2 separate regions of the Zea mays genome follow, and region 1 is linked to region 2. Evidence: chromatin contacts called from public Hi-C data. All regions are on one chromosome and are shown on one strand. Each heading gives the region's core, a stretch centred on a gene start, on an enhancer-like site or on the middle of the called end of the contact. The rest is flanking DNA. Distances are from core to core; before and after follow the strand shown.

The links. A called contact is a pair of places that touch in the nucleus more often than the background predicts.
Region 1: a Hi-C map of tassel shows a contact between it and region 2, with 7 times the contacts expected there. The contact joins the promoter of LOC100283107 here to the enhancer-like site in region 2. A contact is called at or near these places in 7 of 25 Hi-C or Micro-C datasets (bundle sheath, ear, endosperm and 3 more).

The regions. Positions count from the first base shown.
Region 1 is chr1:93,481,557-93,484,984 of Zm-B73-REFERENCE-NAM-5.0, reverse strand. LOC100283107 (holliday junction resolvase) reads right to left here and starts at 1,862. Exons shown (of 6, transcript NM_001156009.2): 1 at 1,506-1,862; 2 at 1,370-1,429; 3 at 1,144-1,256; 4 at 902-970; 5 at 421-472; 6 at 18-321. The coding sequence starts at 1,802. The coding sequence ends at 205. It overlaps LOC100277947, which reads right to left. Exons shown (of 2, transcript NM_001371689.1): 2 at 2,880-3,428. The coding sequence ends at 3,346.
Region 2 is chr1:93,164,543-93,167,666 of Zm-B73-REFERENCE-NAM-5.0, reverse strand. No RefSeq gene overlaps it. Among protein-coding and RNA genes, the nearest start is that of TRNAL-AAG, 4.0 kb to the left of the region's middle. Within about 2 kb of position 1,721, at least 15 of the 20 cell types and tissues checked have an H3K27ac peak or open chromatin away from gene starts, as enhancers often do. A contact at or near this core is called in bundle sheath, ear, leaf and 2 more, where this site is marked.

The DNA.
Region 1 (3,428 bases), core at 613-3,112, 320 kb before region 2:
ATGAATATGTTACTGAGTTTTGTTTTGGGATGATACTCAATTTGCAAACAGGACCAGGTTTAAAAACAGCTTGTGTTTTTGATGCAGTACAATTACAATATCTCAAACAATCATCTACATCACAGCGGATGACATGGTATAGAAAATGAGGTGCCCTCAACTGGACATGTTCTCTACTATGGAGAAAATAGAAGACATGCCTCTCTAAACTTCAGCATCTTGTCTAGACTGAACCATTAGCTTGTCCTGTAACTCTGGTTGCCTGGGGAGAACAATCTTAGCCCCTCGACCTGAAGACGTGAAATATCTCTTCAAAATCATCTACAACAAAAGTAATCAGCTGTAACTTTAGCCAGAAGCAATCATAAACAGGAGGAAATAAACACTAAGTAGAAAGATATACTAGGTAGCATCAAATACCACAGCAGCATATGCATCAGATTTGGTGTCACGAGCAGACTTCTTGACACCCCTGAAAATTGAGGTCGATAATCAGGCAAGCTTCTCAGTGAACTAACAATTTGACACGATTTAACAGCCAGCGATGTGCAGGAAGGAATTTGCATTCTTGAGCTTTTGTGTTGCTAGGTGGAGCAGTACTGTAAATACTTAAAATGGCCAAATTTTAAAATCAGCAGCAAGGTCCAGCTAGAATTGTTGCAGCAACAGTGATATGGGAAAGTTCCGGATCATTGCCAGTTTGCCGTGAACAGAATAGGTACTGTTTGGTTGGATCCATGTTGAATAGCTAGTAGTAGCAAGCAATTAAAAATTGACAAACCTGGATCCAAACAGGCCTGTGCTAACTACTAGCAAAAATTAGCAGGGTGCATGTTGCTAGCAAATGACAAAGAGTTACGTTACGTGGTATGCTAATTGCAAAAAATGAACCAAGATTCACCTGGAGATCATGTAATCTAGGGCGTCCGTGGACGTTCCATATTCATCCTGCAGATAAACCCTCAAGCCCCTGCTGCCGTGAAAACAAATCCACTGAGTTAAACGCAACAACCATCACACATCCAAACGACACATCGAAGCAATGCACGCAGTTCAGAGGTCTCGATGAGTCTGCTGAGCACCCGGCTCCTAGCTAGCCTAGCTCACTGAAGCGATCCAAATTTACAGGGGCATGCGGCGCACCTTTGGGCAGCTTGGACGGCGAGCCTCCCGACGACGCTCCGCACTTTGTTGGACTGCGGTGTCTCCGACCCATCAGCGGACACGGGAAGCCCGATGATGAGCTCGTCCGCCTCCTGCAATCTCGAGTAGCAAAGCGCCCGTGTTCAGGACACCAGAACCACCATCGCATCACGTTTTGCAAAATGCCAGCGCAGAGCAGAAGAGGAGAAGCCAAGCGAAACCTCACCTGCTGCCGAGCCACGTCGAGCAGCGCAAGCTCTAGCTTCTGCCCGCGGAGCCTCAGAACCTGGTGCCATTCCAACTCTACCTCAATTTAGTGAGGTTTACTTTGGGCGGTGGAGCTGAGTGCGAGAGGTGCGTACAGTGAGGGGTCGAGGGAAGGTGATCCCCCTCCCGATGGCGAGGCCGGTGCGGGCGTCACCGAGGTCGACGCCGAGGCTGAACCCGCCGCCGTGCCAGAGCGGGTCGCGTCCCCGCCGCCGCGCGTTTGGCTGGAGCGGGGCGGGGAGCTCGGCGGCGGCTTCCGTCCGGCCTGGTACGGGAGATGCCCTGATAGCTCCAGCAGCTCTTCGACGGCGCGGGGGCGGGAAGGAAGCGGAGGCCGCGCACGCGCGGGCCCGCACGAGCGGCGCCGGCTCCACTGCCGCTGCGGTTGTCATGGCAAGGCGATTCGGCGGTCGTGCAGCTGATTCGTTGCCTTGGATAGGGGAAAGGAGTTACGGGCCGTACGAAATGGCCCATAGTTTTACTTCAATCAAGCCCACGCAATTAGTAACTGCCCCATTCACTGATATGTGGGCCCCTCTATGCACAGAGGAAGCTAGCGGGGGCATTCCTGTTGGTAACAATGTTTCTCAAAATCATGGTTTTACAATACTATACTTTACAATTGTCATGATAATATTGTAGTTTTAACAACTCCAAAAATACTATGTTTTGAGAAACATTATTTGTGGTTTTTAAAACATAGTTTTTAGAAGAAAAAAACACCTCATGTATAAAATACTACAGTACTGTCCAAAACCCAAAACCATGGTATTATATACAAATTGTAAAAATACTTCACTCTCAAACAGGCTTTTAGGATGCTAACATTAAATTTTGTCCATCAGATTTACCAGCTATCACCATTTGTACAGGCTTTTAGGATGCTAACATTAAATTTTGTCCATCAGATTTACCAGCTATCACCATTTGTACAGGCTTTTAGGATGCTAACATTAAATTTTGTCCATCAGATTTACCAGCTATCACCATCTGTCCATCTACAACCGAGTGCAATACCACCCGGTGACGCTAGACTCTATTCTACAAAAATACAGTACTCCTTCCATCTCAAAATATAATTTGTTTTAGACTAATCATACATTTATTAAGTAACATATAAATGCAGCAGTTTGTTTGCATGTGTGTCGATATTTATTGTCATTTGAATAAACGTGGACGAAAAAAATAGGCTTGAAAAAACTATATTTTGGAACGGAGTGAGTAGTTTTTAGCAAATAATAAGGTGAGATTACACTCAACCATAAATGGTGGATCCAGTAGTTTTTAGCATGTAATAAGGTGAGATTACACTCAACCATAAATGGTGGATCCACGGATAAGATTTGATGTTAATATGTTAGCACCTTAATCATTTTTTACACTAGATATATTGCCTTTATTATGTTGACAGATTATAAAAAGACAGAGTCGTCCACATAACCTGTTGTCGCAGCTACCAATACAAAATCTAATATGACAGTTTTGATAATTATGTCATAAAACTTCCCGTGGAGCCGTGGAGGCTGACCTTAAAAACTGTTTTGCAGCCATGCATACACCATTGCATAACACCAACACCAAGTCTATGTCAACCAAACTGTTCTATGATTGTACTACCAGCAACTCGGTGGATGTTGAACGCATGTCTGTAGAAACGGAAACTTTGTGCATTTTGCAGAAACTAGGAGACGTAGGTTCTATGGTTACATCTGACATTCAGTTTGTTCAGTACTACTACTACAGGCTGCTCTCCATCTCCAGTCTCCACCGACAAGTACTGAAATTTGTGAGGCAGTACAGACAGCAGGCGGGGGGCACATGTGGATACGCCTATTTCACTTCAGCTTTGCCCAGTGGCTGTACGCAGTGATGCAGTTTACAGGTCTTCCATTGCTAGCAGCACTGATTGCTGCAGTCACCGGTTGTGCAGGATAATCAGCAGCCGTGAATGGTTGGAGCAGCCTGTGGAAGAACGGGGAAAGCGTGCTGCATCGTGCCAGCCAGATGTGGCTCCTGCT
Region 2 (3,124 bases), core at 472-2,971:
ATGCATGCATGCATGTGAATACTTTTGCTGGCACCATTAATATACAAAAGCATTTAAAAGTTTGAAAAGGTCGTATTTCCTAAACTGATTTCAAAATTATATTTCAATAGCGCCATTGTTCTTTCAAAACAAGATCCCACTTGGTATATTAAAAAATATTAAATGATATTTTTTGTGAAGATAGTATATTCTTTATTAATCATATACGTTATAGGACAAATGATTTAAGTTAAAAACATATATCCTAAAACATCACATGTATACTGCTGAACATCGTAAAATACATCATACAACATCATATGTATATATGTGACAAAAAAATATTCTAGAACATCACATATATGCTATTGAACATTATACAACACTTATATCATAATAAACCATATATATACTACATGAACATCCCTAAATAGCATAAATCAGAACATGCATGCTACATGAATATTATATAATACTTCAGAGCATCAAATGTAATAAAAACACCAAACATATCAAACTAATATAACAATAATTCATAATATACCTCATAAACAGTATAATAATAGTACATTATGTCATAGAAGATACTATTTAAGTGAATATCACCACAAAAATGATGAAAAAAAGGAGTCATGCCTTCATAACACAAATATTCTAAATTCATGACAAGTGGAGAACAATATTTCAAATTTAGAAAAAAAACATTCTATGTTTATATGAATAGTATTATAATATCAAGAAACACATGAAATGACGAATAACAAAAAACTAAAATATGTAGAAAAAGATAAATACATAAATGAATGAACAAGTAATATAAAGAGAAAAAATAATAAAAGGTAGACAAACATAATGTAAAATAAAAATAACAAAAACCATGTAATATAGAAATTAAAAAAAATAAAAATAGGAAAAATATTTCATAGATACACATAAATACTAAAAATATATAAAAAGTATCCCATTTGTACCAAGTAAAAATACCATACATAGATCATCATATGAAAAACAAAAAGTAAAACAAGATAATAAAAGATAGAGTAGAATTAAAAACAAAATTGTGAAAATAATAAAAATGTACAAATACATAAAAGGAAAGATGAAGGAAAACAAAATAGAAGAAAACAAAAGGAAACGAAAAAGAAGAAAACATGTAAATAAAATGAAATAAACAAAGTATTTAACAAAAAGTAATTAAAGAAAATACAAATGAAAAACACCATGGAGAAATGGAAGAGGAAAAAGAAATAGAACAGGAAAGAAAAAAAACTAGCTTAGCTACGACATGGAAATTGTGCTGTAGCACCGGAAAAAAATCGTGTGCAGACCGGATGCAAAGGGGAATTTGTAGCCGGCTCTAGATTGAGGACACATATACTTGTACAGATCTTGAAGCGCCTTTTCTAGCTCCTGGCTCCAGGCCAGTTACGGCTTGTTCTGTTCAACTCGTGACTCGTCCATCATATGTTCGTCGTTCTATTATGTTCGGCTCCTTTGTTACTGATGACGGTTGCCGAGACTATCCTCCGCATCTCTTCCTCCAGGGATGGCTCATTGTAATTCATGGGTATTCAATTGAATATCCAAGTTTATTGGTAAAAAATAGTGTATAATATACGTGAACATATAAAAATAAAAAATTAAAATAGGATTGAGCTAAAACAAAGAAGGCTGCATATAGCGAACTGGCAGCCCAATTACAACCAGCGCTTGGTGGCCCAGCAGCCCACGTTGCGTGGAATCCCACTCGCACTCACGGTTCCGGACTCCTGGTGCCCTAGCGCATTCCACAGCAGCCCTGCTATAGCACAGCACAACCACCAGCCCAATTACAGCAACACACTGTCACATTAATTTCAACTCCAGGATTACAATTCTGGTATGCCTACAACAGGAGGTCAATAGCATATGTATATATACATAAAGCTATAAATATCAGTAGGACAACATGACAACATGACAATAAGATTGCAGGATTAAATGCATGTCAACTGATAAGATTAAAATAAGATGAACTGCTAGATTGTTGTGCAGGACAACAGGACACTAGATTAAAACAAACAAATGCAAGATAGTAGGAGTGCACAACACTATATTGTTGTGCTAAACTGCTAATCAAGCATTTCATCAGCTAGTTCAAAGAGGCCATCTCCAGTTGGAACTACAGTGGATGCAACAGCAAGTTCTTCTCCTTGTTATTGCATTTCTTTATCAGAATCAGATTCACCAAACTGTGGAGGACGAACAATACGCTTCCTTGTTCTAGTGTATGTTCTGTTAACAGCCCCAGCAGCAGCTCTAGGGAGATTTTTACCCCTTAGATGCTCAGTTGCACCAATAGCTTCATCAACAGCCCTCCAAAGAGAATTTTCATCGTTAATGTCCTCATCATTTTCATGAACCCACTCATTTTCCATTGGAACTCTTGTAGGATCAAAGGGTTGCTTTTCTTTCCCTTTAAGCCCAACTCTCTAATTCTTTAAAATCTATTTGCCACGTTTCGGTTGTAGCTAACATACACCAATTTGTCCAGCCTTTTATGTTCTAAACGATTTCTTCTCTTGGTATGGACCTACATAACGACAAAAAGGAAACATAAGTACTGTTGTACTGGACAACAATTTTGAGAAGACAAAATATGCAAACAAAAGGTACACATACATTAGCAAATGTGAGAGCACCTAGAGGGGGGGTGAATAGGTGATCCTGTGAAACTTGAAACTTAATGCCACAAAGCTTGATTAGGAGTTAGTACAATAATGCCAAGTGGCTAGAGAGGAGTCTTTAGCAAAACACAATAACCACAAGAAGATCAACACAGGTAGACTCAGTGGTTTATCCCGTGGTTCGGCCAAGTATAAAACTTGCCTACTTCCACGTTGTGGCGTCCCAATGGACGAGGGTTGCAATCAACCCCTCTCAAGCGGTCCAAAGACCCACTTGAATACCACGGTGTTTTTGCTTTGTATACTATATCCCGTTCACGAGGAATCTCCACAACTTGGAGCCTCTCGCCCTTACACTTTGATGTTCACAAAGAAGCACGGAGCAATGGAGGGATGAGCAACACACACAAGACACAAAACTCACGGCAAATACGCACACACAAGACCCAGACTTGAGCTCAAAAGACTATCACGAGGTT